2 separate regions of the Mus musculus genome follow, and region 2 is linked to region 1. Evidence: chromatin contacts called from public promoter capture Hi-C data. All regions are on one chromosome and are shown on one strand. The core of a region is the stretch at or near the end of the contact, and the rest is flanking DNA. Distances in the headings are between cores, read along the strand shown.

Region 1 (5,440 bases), core at 1,120-3,619:
CTGAGCTGGCAGCCACAAGCCTCACCCATCCTGTCTCTGTTAGCCACAATGCTGGGAGGAGGTTATAGGTGTGTATAGCCATGCCTGACTTATTTATATTACTCTTTTCAAATTTTGTGGGGAGGGGACATAGGCATGTGACATCTAAAGGACATTTTCAGGAGTCAGTTCCCTCCTGGGTCCCAGGGATGAAACTCAGGTTGTCCAGCACCTTTACCTGCTAAGCCTTCATGCCAGACCCTACTTCGTGACTTTTCATGTGAGTATTGGGTACCAGAACTCAAGTTCATGCTCATAGGCAGGTACTCTTACCCAATGAGGTGTGGCCCCTGGATTCAAGCACACTTGTGTTTCTAGCTGAGGAAGAGTAAAGGACAAAAATATTAAATGATTTCACCATGACCACAGTTAGTAGAGCAACCATAAGTCTAGTGTTCCAACTTCTACCAGGCTGTAGTTGGCTGATTCTTATACCAATCAGAATGACCAGTAGAACTCCGAAATCAGTCCATGGGGCATGGGGAGGGTGGGTTTATAGAGACGCTCACCAACAGAGGTTACTCTCTGCAGAGAGCTCAGATGTGGATCCTGGCTTGGGTCTGGCTCCAGCTCCTGGAGGGTGCCCACTCTCCGAGCTGTCACACTAGGGACTCTGTGCCCTGCTTGAGGACAGCTGTACAGTTTTTTAATTTTTTCAAAGATTTATTATTATACATAAGTACGCTGTAGCTGACTTCAGACTCACCAGCAGAGGACATCAGATCTCATTATGGGTGGTTATGAACCACCATGTGGTTGCTGGGATTTGAACTCAGAACCTTCAGAAGAGAAAGCAGTGCTCTTACCCGCTGAGCCATCTCACCAGCCCTACACAGTTTTTAAAAGGGCTGGATTCATTGACCCAGGTAAACTGAGGTCTCATGGAGGAGTGGCAGAGAAGCCCCACGTCGTCATGCCTACACCGACTCTCCGCCTGTCACTTCAGCTGCTCTTCACAAATCCTTCCCAGGACTGAGCACAGATCAGCTCTTACGAGCAGGACATTAGAAGAGATGAGTCCAGAAAAGTGGGGCAGAACCAACCTACCTAGCTTTTAGTTTATCAAGCGACCACAAGTTTCCTGAGCCACTAATGCCACCTGGTGGCCAAGCTGGACAGGTCAACAAACGCTGAAACCAATGTGATTTTATTTTATTTTCTAAACTCCTGCAGGGAGCTGGGGCCAGGGAGGCAGATTACTTCATCCTGCCTCTATTTTGTAAAATAATCATTTCCCAATTTCTAGGAAAAATATATTACCAAAGGAAACAGCAAACCAAGCTTCTCTAAGTCTCCCAAAACATCGTCTTCCCTTTCCGCATCCTTTTGTTGAATACAGCCCACGCGCCCGGCAATTCCAACCATACAATGTATGGCAAAAAATGTCTTTCACTCGTAAACAAAATTAATTTTATTATTTAGTAAAGCACTTTCCACATTTCCAAGGCAAACGCCTACACACAGTGAAGTTAGAAGCATCCCAGGATGACCAAAAGTACACGTGTAAGCGCACCACATCACCAGCGCCTCCGAAAACCTGAAACAGAAGGGAGCCAAGAGTGAGGCAGAGAAGGGCTCTAGGAGGTGTGCTCTGAGGCCGGGGTGTGTGTGTGTGGGTGTGTGTGTGTGTGTGTGCTCTGAGGCCGGGGTGTGTGTGTGTGTGTGTGTGCTCTGAGGCCGGGGTGTGTGTGTGTGTGTGTGTGTGCTCTGAGGCCGGGGTGTGTGTGTGTGTGTGTGTGTGTGTGTGTGTGTGTGTGTGTGTGTGCTCTCTGAGGCCGGGGTGTGTGTGTGTGTGTGCTCTGAGGCAGCACTCTCTGTCCTAGGACTCACAGGAGCATGAGCAGTTAGAGAGCCATCTCCTCGGGTGATGTTTTTATACTTCTATTTACAGACAGTTGAAATGTGAGTTGTGGGGCCACAGAAATATAATGCAGAGACTGCCTTGTGAGAGACAATGATTTCAAGCTTGAGAAAGAAAAAAAGAAAAGAAAAAAAGAAAAAAAGAAAAAAAGCCAACCTAAAGAGATTAGTGACTATCATGGAAGGGACAGACAAGACCTGAGACAAGTTCCTGAGAGATGGCATGCCAACTCAGACTTCCCGTGGCACCTAACGCCTACTGGGTCACTGACCTTTCTTCTTCCGGCCTTTTTTAGGTAGCTTCTTCCTCTTTTTAACAGGATTCTGGTCCTGCAGACAACAGAAGCGAGGAATAGTCCCGCATTCTAAGCACCAGCACCCTTGCCCGGGCTTTCTATATGAAGCCCACGTGTGGCTAACAACATGGCGGCTCCTGCTACCACCGTACCTTACTCTTACCTCATCGAGATGAGCAGTGCCCCCTGTCAGAGCACTGATGTCACTGAAGTGTGTGAGGGAATGAAGCTGGGAGCTCATGGCGCTCGCTCGCCTTCGCAGTCCTTTCTCTCGCTTGCTAACACTTAAGCGCACCATCATGCTCTCTTCATAGTTGACCCTGCCGGAAAAAGAGTTTGCAGAGGTTCAGACAAGGATAGGGAGACAATACCCTGAACCCAGACCCAGCACTTCTTCTTAACCTAGACCCAGCACTTCTTCTTAACCTAGACCCAGCACTTCTTCTTAACCTAGACCCAGCACTTCTTCTTCTCATCCAGAGTCCCCAGGATGCGCACACATCAATACCATTCTTAGCTAAGGATGTGTGAGGATGTTCGGTCGCCAACTTCCTCACTAAAATGCTCTCTGCTGGGATCCCCTCTCTGCTAGGGATTGATCTACGGTCCAAACACAACAACAGTGTTTATAGGAGAGAGTTCTCACGGTCCGCTCCGTGGAACAGGCCTCCTGATGGGCTCTTCTGTAAAACCATCAGCCATAAAAGCTGCACCTAGCAACACTAACCAGCTAGTTTCAGGCTAGTTGTTTGTCTACCGTTCTACCACGCGTATAATGACTGCAGCACCGTACAGAACCTGTCTTTACCGCTTTCTACCCAAAGTAAGACCTGTGACGTTGATGGGGAAAGGCCGCCTACTAAAGCCCCACATGAAGAACTGATGATATTTTCCTTTACATAGAGTTTACTTGAGCCTCAGTAGGTAGAAAAAACAAAAACAAATGAACAAAAATAAACAAAACAAAACAAAATAAAACAAACTGTTTTCCTCTAGCTCTTATCTGTTCTTCAACCTCACCAATGTAAAAGCGCCACCCAAGCGTCTCTCTCCACCTTCTGTATCACGCTGGTTTTCCTGGGCCACACGTAATCGTGCTCACACACAGCGCGAGGACAGCGCTCTATAGATTTGAGAGAATTTCTAAATGCAAGAGCTCAGACCTGTGCTGATCCTCCTGACTCTGGCGAGTGACGTGAGGGTGTCGAGCGTCCCGGATTTCCTCTGGGGCGTCTGAGTACTGCTCCTTCAGCTCCCGGATGACAGAGCTGCTCAGCGCCCGCCTCTTGGCTTTCTCCAGGCGCTTCTGCTCCCGCTCAGCCTCAGTCTCATCTGTGTGATGAAAATCCACGTGAGTTACTCTGGAACAGGCAAAAGAGAACAGAAACAAAACTCCCACCCAGGAGGGACAGCCACAACTCCTACCGTAATGTACTGGAACCAAGCGTGGCGGGACGTATTTCTTAGCTGAGCCTTTTGCCGATTTCTTCCCCGAGGCCTCAGACTGGCCCTCTTCTGCTTCACTTTCCTCCTCATCCTCAGAGCTCAACTACAAAAGAAAGTGATTCCTGCAAGCTCAGGAAGCTTTAGGGGACAGGTGAGCAAAGCACCCAGAGCTGGAGCACCACAAGAAGATGGAGCCATGAACCAGGGAAGGAAGCCTCACGTCGGGTGAAGCATTTCCAGCCACAAGCTGGAGCGGGCCCTGCAGGTCAGGGTCAGCACAGCACAGGGCTAATTTCTGGCGGACACAAGCCTTACCTTGCTCACCATGTTGCTGGGATGAGGCTTAAAACGGAGCGGGTCATTCTCACCTGAAACAGGAAATCCAAGTTTACAAGATTTGAACTCTACAGTGACCCCACAACTTTAGGACGGCTCTCCCACTTACTGAGGCTGCCTGTCACTGCCGTCTTGACCAGTTTGTCAATTTGATACTTCAGTTTTTGGTCCAAAGGACGAAGTTTTTCTAAAACCTACAATGTGATAATTTAAAAGGATTACATTTTCTTTCCTAAATCAGGCACACACCAGCATCCATGTGTTGTTTCAGATAAGGCAACTAAAACATTCACAAAGTAGAGCAATTGTGGACGAAAACATCTCCTTACTTAAAAAGGAGACCATTCACTCCCATAAGAACCCTGAAGTGCACGCCTTAGAAACTAAGACTCATACCGTGCGAATCTCCACCAGCCTCAAAACTGCAGGGTGTCCCTGCAGAGATGCTCCAGAGGCCTTGTCCAGGATGAGGTGGCTCAGATCCATAAGGTACATGAGCAACAGCTGGTCTTTCACTTCCAAGAAGCTCAGACCCTGAGTTAAAACAGTAAGAGATAGTCTTCGTTTTAGCCAAAGAATCAGAAGGGGCAGCTAAGGCTCCTTACCAGGTTATGTCTTTCCCAACTAGCCCATGTTCCACGAGTCACCCTTTCCCTGGTGTACCCACAATGCAAATGCTACCAGTCACTTAGCAGCCACCCCAGGTCAACTGTCACAGTTATCAAGGAGCTTTTGTTCCAGGAAAGCCCTATTTTCCATCCCCAACATATACATGAGAGTAGTGACGAAAAGCAGCCCAAGGGCATAAAATGTGGAAAGACAGCTAAACCCTGGAGCTGTGCAGAAGACTAAAGACCACAGAGAAACACGCACAGCACAGTCTCGGACATCCACAGGAGGTCGTGAGATGCGTTCCCATGGATACGAGCTGGGTCTTGAGAAGCATCCAAAAGTCGCTCAAAGACTAAGAGTGTTGCAGTCTCCGAGCTTCTGACATCCGAGTGCACAGGACTCTGTGACCGTGGACCACCCTGCCATTGTACATGTCAGCAGCACCACTGGGCTAGTCTCACTGACAGGCCCTCCCAAGTTTTAGCCAAAGAATCCTCCATATAGAGCCAATTTTTAATTTATCCAAAATAATTACTGATTTTTATCCCTATCACAGTACAGATTAGACAAATGATTTATAGACACTGACATGGGTCTAAATCAATGTCGACAAAAGTCGTAGAAAGTGGTTATAATGAGGTTCCAATGGGGCTGTGTGATACATACACCTTCTAAAAAAATCTATTATTATGTAAGACGTGAATGCATTTGTGAGCACATGCATCCAACCCTGAATACACTGAGGTTGTAGGGCACTCTATGGAGGCAGTTTCCTCCTCCTCCCATTAGGTGGGTTTCATGCTCACACTAAATTATATATCCTCCAAAGTTCCCAAAATTAAAACTATGTC
Region 2 (5,440 bases), core at 2,122-4,621, 590 kb before region 1:
ATCTCCTTAACCGGTCTTAGCTGGCTTTGAACTCAGTACTTAAGCCAGGCATGTGTTGTACTTGGAGTTTTCCCATCTCAGCTCCTCTAGGAGATGGGGTTACAGGTGTGGATCACTGGGGCCAACTGGGCCTGGCTTTTTTTTTTTTTTTTTAAAGTGGTATTTTTCAGCCCTTGGGGATTCTGCACCCTTTTACAGCAAGATTCTCTCTGCTAACCAGGCTTCCTGGGGTCTGGAGTGGCTTCAGGAAGGGTCTCCTTACGAGTTTTTTCCGGGGTTGCAGCCTCTAAAAGGTGTCGAATCTTTGGGAAGAAATTGGGAAGAAAAGATAGGTCTCATCTTTAGTCCTCTGTATCCTCTCTTCACACACTAGGTGCACACTGGACACCTATCTGGCAGTATCTCTATTTTTTATCTTGGAATTTTAGCTTTCTTCTTCTATTTATTTGTTTTTGAGACAGGTCTTATTGTGTAGCCCAGGTTGGCCTAAAAATTGTTTTAAAATACTTTATGTATGTTTGTATGCACCCTTGGAGGTCAGAAGAGGGCAATAGATGTTGGATCCCCAGAGCTGGAGTTATAGGTGGCTGAAGGCTGGTGGTGAAGTCCTGTCCTATGCAAGAGCAGGACACACAACCACTGAGCCATAGTTCCAGTCCTTTCCTGCTTGACAGCTCTCCTCCCTGAGACTTTTTAAAAAAGATTTATCTATTGATTTTATATATACACGAGTGTTCTATCTGCATGTAAGTCACCATGTGATTGCTGGGAATTGAACTCAGGACCTCTGGAAGAGCCACCAGTATTCTTAACCACTGAGCCATCTCTCCAGCCCTCCTTGAGACTCTTGAATTCTTATTTTAGCTTACATTACCACATCCAGTGTGAGTGTGTATGTGTGTAGTATGTCTGTATGTGTGAGTGTGTTTGGGGAATCAAATCTAGGGCCTTGTACATGGTAAGCAAATACTCTACCAGTAGACTACCCCTCCAGCCCTAACAGATGTTTGTGCCATTTGACAACAGTATGTCAGAGGCCACCACCACCTAGTGTCCCTCCTGTCCCGGCCCTAAGCTCACCCCCCAAATTAGCCTGGTCAATTTGTGTTGTCATGGGTAGCTGGTGGTGGAGACAAATTTGTGTACAATTCTAATAGATCTATGAAAAAGCAGCCTTAGCAAAGCATTCAGATTCCAGGCATCATTTACTTTTGGCTTCAAGTGGGATGATTTCATGGAAAGGGTGGCATCTGAGCTAAGTCTGGAAGGACAAGTAGAACCTGACTAGCAGAGAATGACTGGCCACTCTTACACTGTTGGGATGCTCACTGTCACAAGTAATTGTGGCACCTATGGGACATGTGCAATGGGCTGGGGTTTGGGAACTAAGGTGTCTAGAGAAGAGGACAGAGTAGGGATGAGAACCCCTAAATCCAGGTACCGAGGGATCCCTGGATGCTGTTACTGTCTGCATTCAGGACCCGCTGCTTAGATGGGAAATGGTGGCTGGAGTAATGTAATCTAAGTTGTGGGAGATGGAAGAAGACAGGGAAGAAAAGCCAACATAACCAGGTGAAGCCTGAGAGTAGGGTCTCGGTGGTGGGAACGGTGGGAGGTGGCAGGGAGAACACCTCTGGCGAGGACACCATCCTATCAGGTTGGCCCTTTCGTAAGCAGGATCTGGGGCTCTGCTTGCTTGCACCCAGCAACCCCCTTGTTCCATGGCAATGTCCCATTCCTAAATCTCAGCTCCAGAGTGACAGGAACACCAACTAACTCCTCCTCCTACGCTGTTATCTCGTGATTTCTGAGGGGTCCTAAGGGAGTGAACCCTACCTGAGGAATATCAAAAGGACTGGGAAGTCTAGGATCCACAGACATCTTCCCAAAAAAGGGTTCTGGGGCATCTTCCAGCGTCTCCATCATGGCCAGGCAGTTGGGAAGAAGCAAGCTAGGTCTGGGCGAGAACAGGGATGTAAAGGAGAGAGACTGAGGGTGAGTGGGATGGCTCGGCTGGTAAAGGTGATGCCACCAAACCCCACAGTCCCTAATTTCATCCCTGAATTTGAACTAGCATAAGGAAGAGAGCCCACTTTATTGGCTGTTCTCTGACCTCCACATGCATACAGTGCCCTCTCTCCCTACCCCCTTCCCGATCCTCTACCCCTACTCTCTCTCTCTCTCTCTCTCTCTCCTCTCTCTCTCTCTCTCTCTCTCTCTCTCTCTCTCTCTCTCTCTCTCACACACACACACACACACACACACACACACACACACACACACACACAATGCACGAGGCCAAGCAGCTTGGTATGGATGGTTTCAGTCCCAGGGCCTCACAGGTCAGCCTCCTCCATATCAATGCGAATCCGCAGCTGGGCACGATGTAGGTGCTCCAGGATATGCTGGATGTCTTCTGTGGGTGAAAACGGTAAAATAAACAACCTAGTCATGGCTCCTTCAGCTCTAGCCCACCTCTGGAGTCTCTAGCCTTACCCACAAGGTACTGGCACTGTTGAAAGTAGACCCTTATCACACCAATCTGAAGCTGGGCGGAGAGATAGAGGGAGAAGCGGGGGCGGGGCAGCCCGGCCACCGGAGGTTGCACTCTTACCAGCACATAATTGAGGATTTCCTCGCTGGGAGAACAAGAAGCCCTGATCAATGCAACACCCAAAAACCAGAAGCCCCACACCAGCGATTCCTCCCTCTTTTCTGGATCTTACCAGGTCTTTACCACATTCACATTTAGGTATTCACGCTTCACCAAACGGCTGCCTCGGGTTGCTGCCAGCCTGGAGGGGTGGGGGCAGGAACGGCTTGTCAAGGGGAGATCCCACTACCTGGCTCCTGGCATAGCCATCAGCCCTGTGCTCACCAGATGGTGGCGAAGCAGCCTGTGTGGCGCTGAAGCACGTTAGGATAGTAGAACATCTTTGCTCCTGGGTTCACCTTCCCTGCACCAATCCCGTTTGGATCTCAATCCGAATTCTTGAGAATACGAGATTTCCAGCACCATTGAAGAGTAGGAATTTGGACGGGGGTGTGGTAGATATGGATGCAAAAAGCCCAATTAGTAAAACGACTGACTATACAACTGAATTAGGAGGTAACCAAAGACACAGGAGCTAAGCATCCCTCCTTTGGCCATTCCTAAAAAGGTCTGCACAACGCGCACCATACCATCAGGATTCTGTCCAGGCAGAGATGCGGAGCTCCAAGAAAAACCCGGGCAGAGACACAGAACAGATCTTCAAAGAAGACTGAGTCCTCTTCTGGTCAAGAGGCCTTCTTCGACTCTGCTGCCCGCCACCACCACCACCACCACCACCACCACCGCCGCCGCCGCCGTAGTCGTCGTCGTTGAGCTTCTGGACCTTGCTCTAGGTCCTGTCGCCCTCCAGCGGGATCAGGTGCACACTCTCCAAGGCTTTGTACCACCGACAGCCAATGAGAAGCCGCGCCAGAAGAAACTCAAAGACTCCTGGAGCCAGGCAGCAGAACTCAGTTCCAGGCCATAGGCTCTTGGAGAATAGTCGCCAGCCAATCACGAGAATTCTGAGCGCTACCAAGGCATTGTGAGGTGTTCTGGCCAATGGCCTCTCGTTCTCGGGTAGTAACAAGGACTTCGCCAAGGTGCAAAGCTGACCAATAAACGGAGAGAAAATCCAGTCTCTCTCCCTGGCGACAGCTGACAAAGTATCTTTTAGGAGCCGGGGTCATGTGAAGGGCAGATGCCTTGGTGCTGTTTATGATACAGAGATGTAAGAGAAGGTACCTTGCCTGAGCATAGGACCTGTCCTTACTCCTAAATTTCACCAACCCGATTTTGTGCCCAGTAAGGGTCTGTGCTGTGCTAAGTGCAAGAAACTGTGTGAGGTGGCCTTTTATTCAACAAGAAAGAAAACAGCCAAGGGAGCTGTAACTACAAACTCCTATAATCTCAGCTGCTACTTGGAAGGGAGGCAGGTTCAAAGCCAGCCTAGACAATTTGAACACTAGCTCTAAGCAAAAAACAAAACAGGCCAAGAGTGGTGTGCACACCTCTTGAAGGGACTGAGGTAGCAGAATAAACTCTACTATAAGCTGCTGTACTTGGAAAAAGCTACTGCCTGCTGTCCTTGAAGCGATATGCCCCCCAGCATTGAGAGGCCAACATTCCTTTACCCTTTCATGTAATGCCAGGGCTAAGAAACCCCTGCTTGCAGGTTTTTTTCCTTTATAAACCCCTTCACCTAGAGCTGGGGTCACTCTCCTTCCTGTTCCATCAGGAAGGTTTGTAGCCCAAGCTCGAGCTTGAATAAAGACTCTCACAAGTATTTGCATCAGAATTGGGGGCCCTGGTGGTCTCTTGGGGAAGCAGGGGTCTCATGAGCTGGGCATAATACTTTTATCTCAGCAACAGGAGGATCTCTTAAGAGTTTGAGACTGGCCTGGTCTACAGACCAGTTAGGGAGAGATAATGAAATCCTGTCTCAAAAAAAAAAAAAAAAAAAAAGTAAAAAGTAAAAAGTAAAAACTGGGCTGGAGATGTGGAAATGTAGCTCAGTCGTAGAAAGCCTGACTGGCATATATGTGTATATACATATATACACATATGCATATTCACATATATACATATGTACACACATACACACACAAGGCCCTGAGCTCAGCTCAGTACTGCAAGAAAGGGAAACGACAACAACAAAAACCAGCCTTTGATCCAAGCACTCTGAAGCCAGAGTCCCACGAATCCTGTGAGTCTGAGGCCATGATGGTCTACACAGTGAGTTTCAGGCTAGCCAGAACTGTATAGTGAGACCCTGTTTCAAAACCAAGCAAACAAAGCCAAGAACAAAACAAAAAAATAAAGGTGTGTGCAGCCCTGTAACCTCAGTACTTGGGAGGAAGGACAGGAGTTGAAGGACAGCCTTCTTCTCTTCAGAGTTGCACAGCAGCCTGGGCTATCCTGAGGACTAGCTCAAAAACCTAAGAATTCAAAGAAAGCACATATTCTTTTTCTCTTAATCTTTCCTTTCTTTCATTCTTTTTTTTTTTTTTTTTTTGCTTGTTTTTTTTTATTTGTTTTTGTTTTTTTGAGACAGGGTTTCTCTGTGTAGCCCTGGATGTCCTGAAACTTGCTCTGTAGACCAGGTTGGCCCCAAATTTAGCGATTTACTTGCCTCTGCCTCTTGAGTTCCGGGACTAAAAGCATGCACCACCATGCCTCACTTAGGCTCTGATGTTAAGACTTAGTTCTGGCCAGGCATTGGTGGTGCATGCCTTTAATCCTAGCACTTGGGAGGCAGAGGCAAGTGTATTTCTGAGTTCAAGGCTCTGGTCTACAGCGTGAGTTCCAGGACAGCCAGGGCTACACAGAGAAACCCTGTCTCAAAAAAAACCAAAAACAAAACAAAAGACTTAGTTCTGTGGCAACTGATCTGACCTTTGACCCTTC

The links. Promoter capture Hi-C pulls out the DNA fragments that hold promoters and counts their contacts.
Region 2: a contact with region 1 is called in a promoter capture Hi-C map of embryonic stem cells, with 2.9 times the contacts expected there. The contact joins the promoter of Rec8 here to the enhancer-like site in region 1. A contact is called at or near these places in 8 of 39 promoter capture datasets (the 3T3-L1 cell line, cranial neural crest, embryonic stem cells and 3 more) and 2 of 115 datasets of contacts at active chromatin or transcription factors (bone marrow-derived macrophages and memory CD8 T cells).

Annotation. Positions count from the first base shown.
Region 1 is chr14:55,020,125-55,025,564 of GRCm38.p6, reverse strand. Ngdn (neuroguidin, EIF4E binding protein) reads right to left here. Exons shown (of 11, transcript NM_026890.2): 4 at 4,374-4,511; 5 at 4,087-4,171; 6 at 3,957-4,009; 7 at 3,621-3,744; 8 at 3,359-3,527; 9 at 2,359-2,515; 10 at 2,172-2,229; 11 at 1,427-1,576. The coding sequence ends at 1,557. Among named protein-coding and RNA genes, the nearest start is that of Ngdn, 7.4 kb to the right of the region's middle. Within about 2 kb of position 2,369, at least 3 of the 459 cell types and tissues checked have an H3K27ac peak or open chromatin away from gene starts, as enhancers often do. A contact at or near this core is called in bone marrow-derived macrophages and embryonic stem cells, where this site is marked.
Region 2 is chr14:55,616,097-55,621,536 of GRCm38.p6, reverse strand. It overlaps Rec8 (REC8 meiotic recombination protein), which reads right to left and starts at 3,371. Exons shown (of 20, transcript NM_020002.3): 1 at 3,184-3,371; 2 at 2,879-2,991; 3 at 2,727-2,795; 4 at 2,497-2,639; 5 at 2,341-2,416; 6 at 1,837-1,957; 7 at 218-302. The coding sequence starts at 2,934.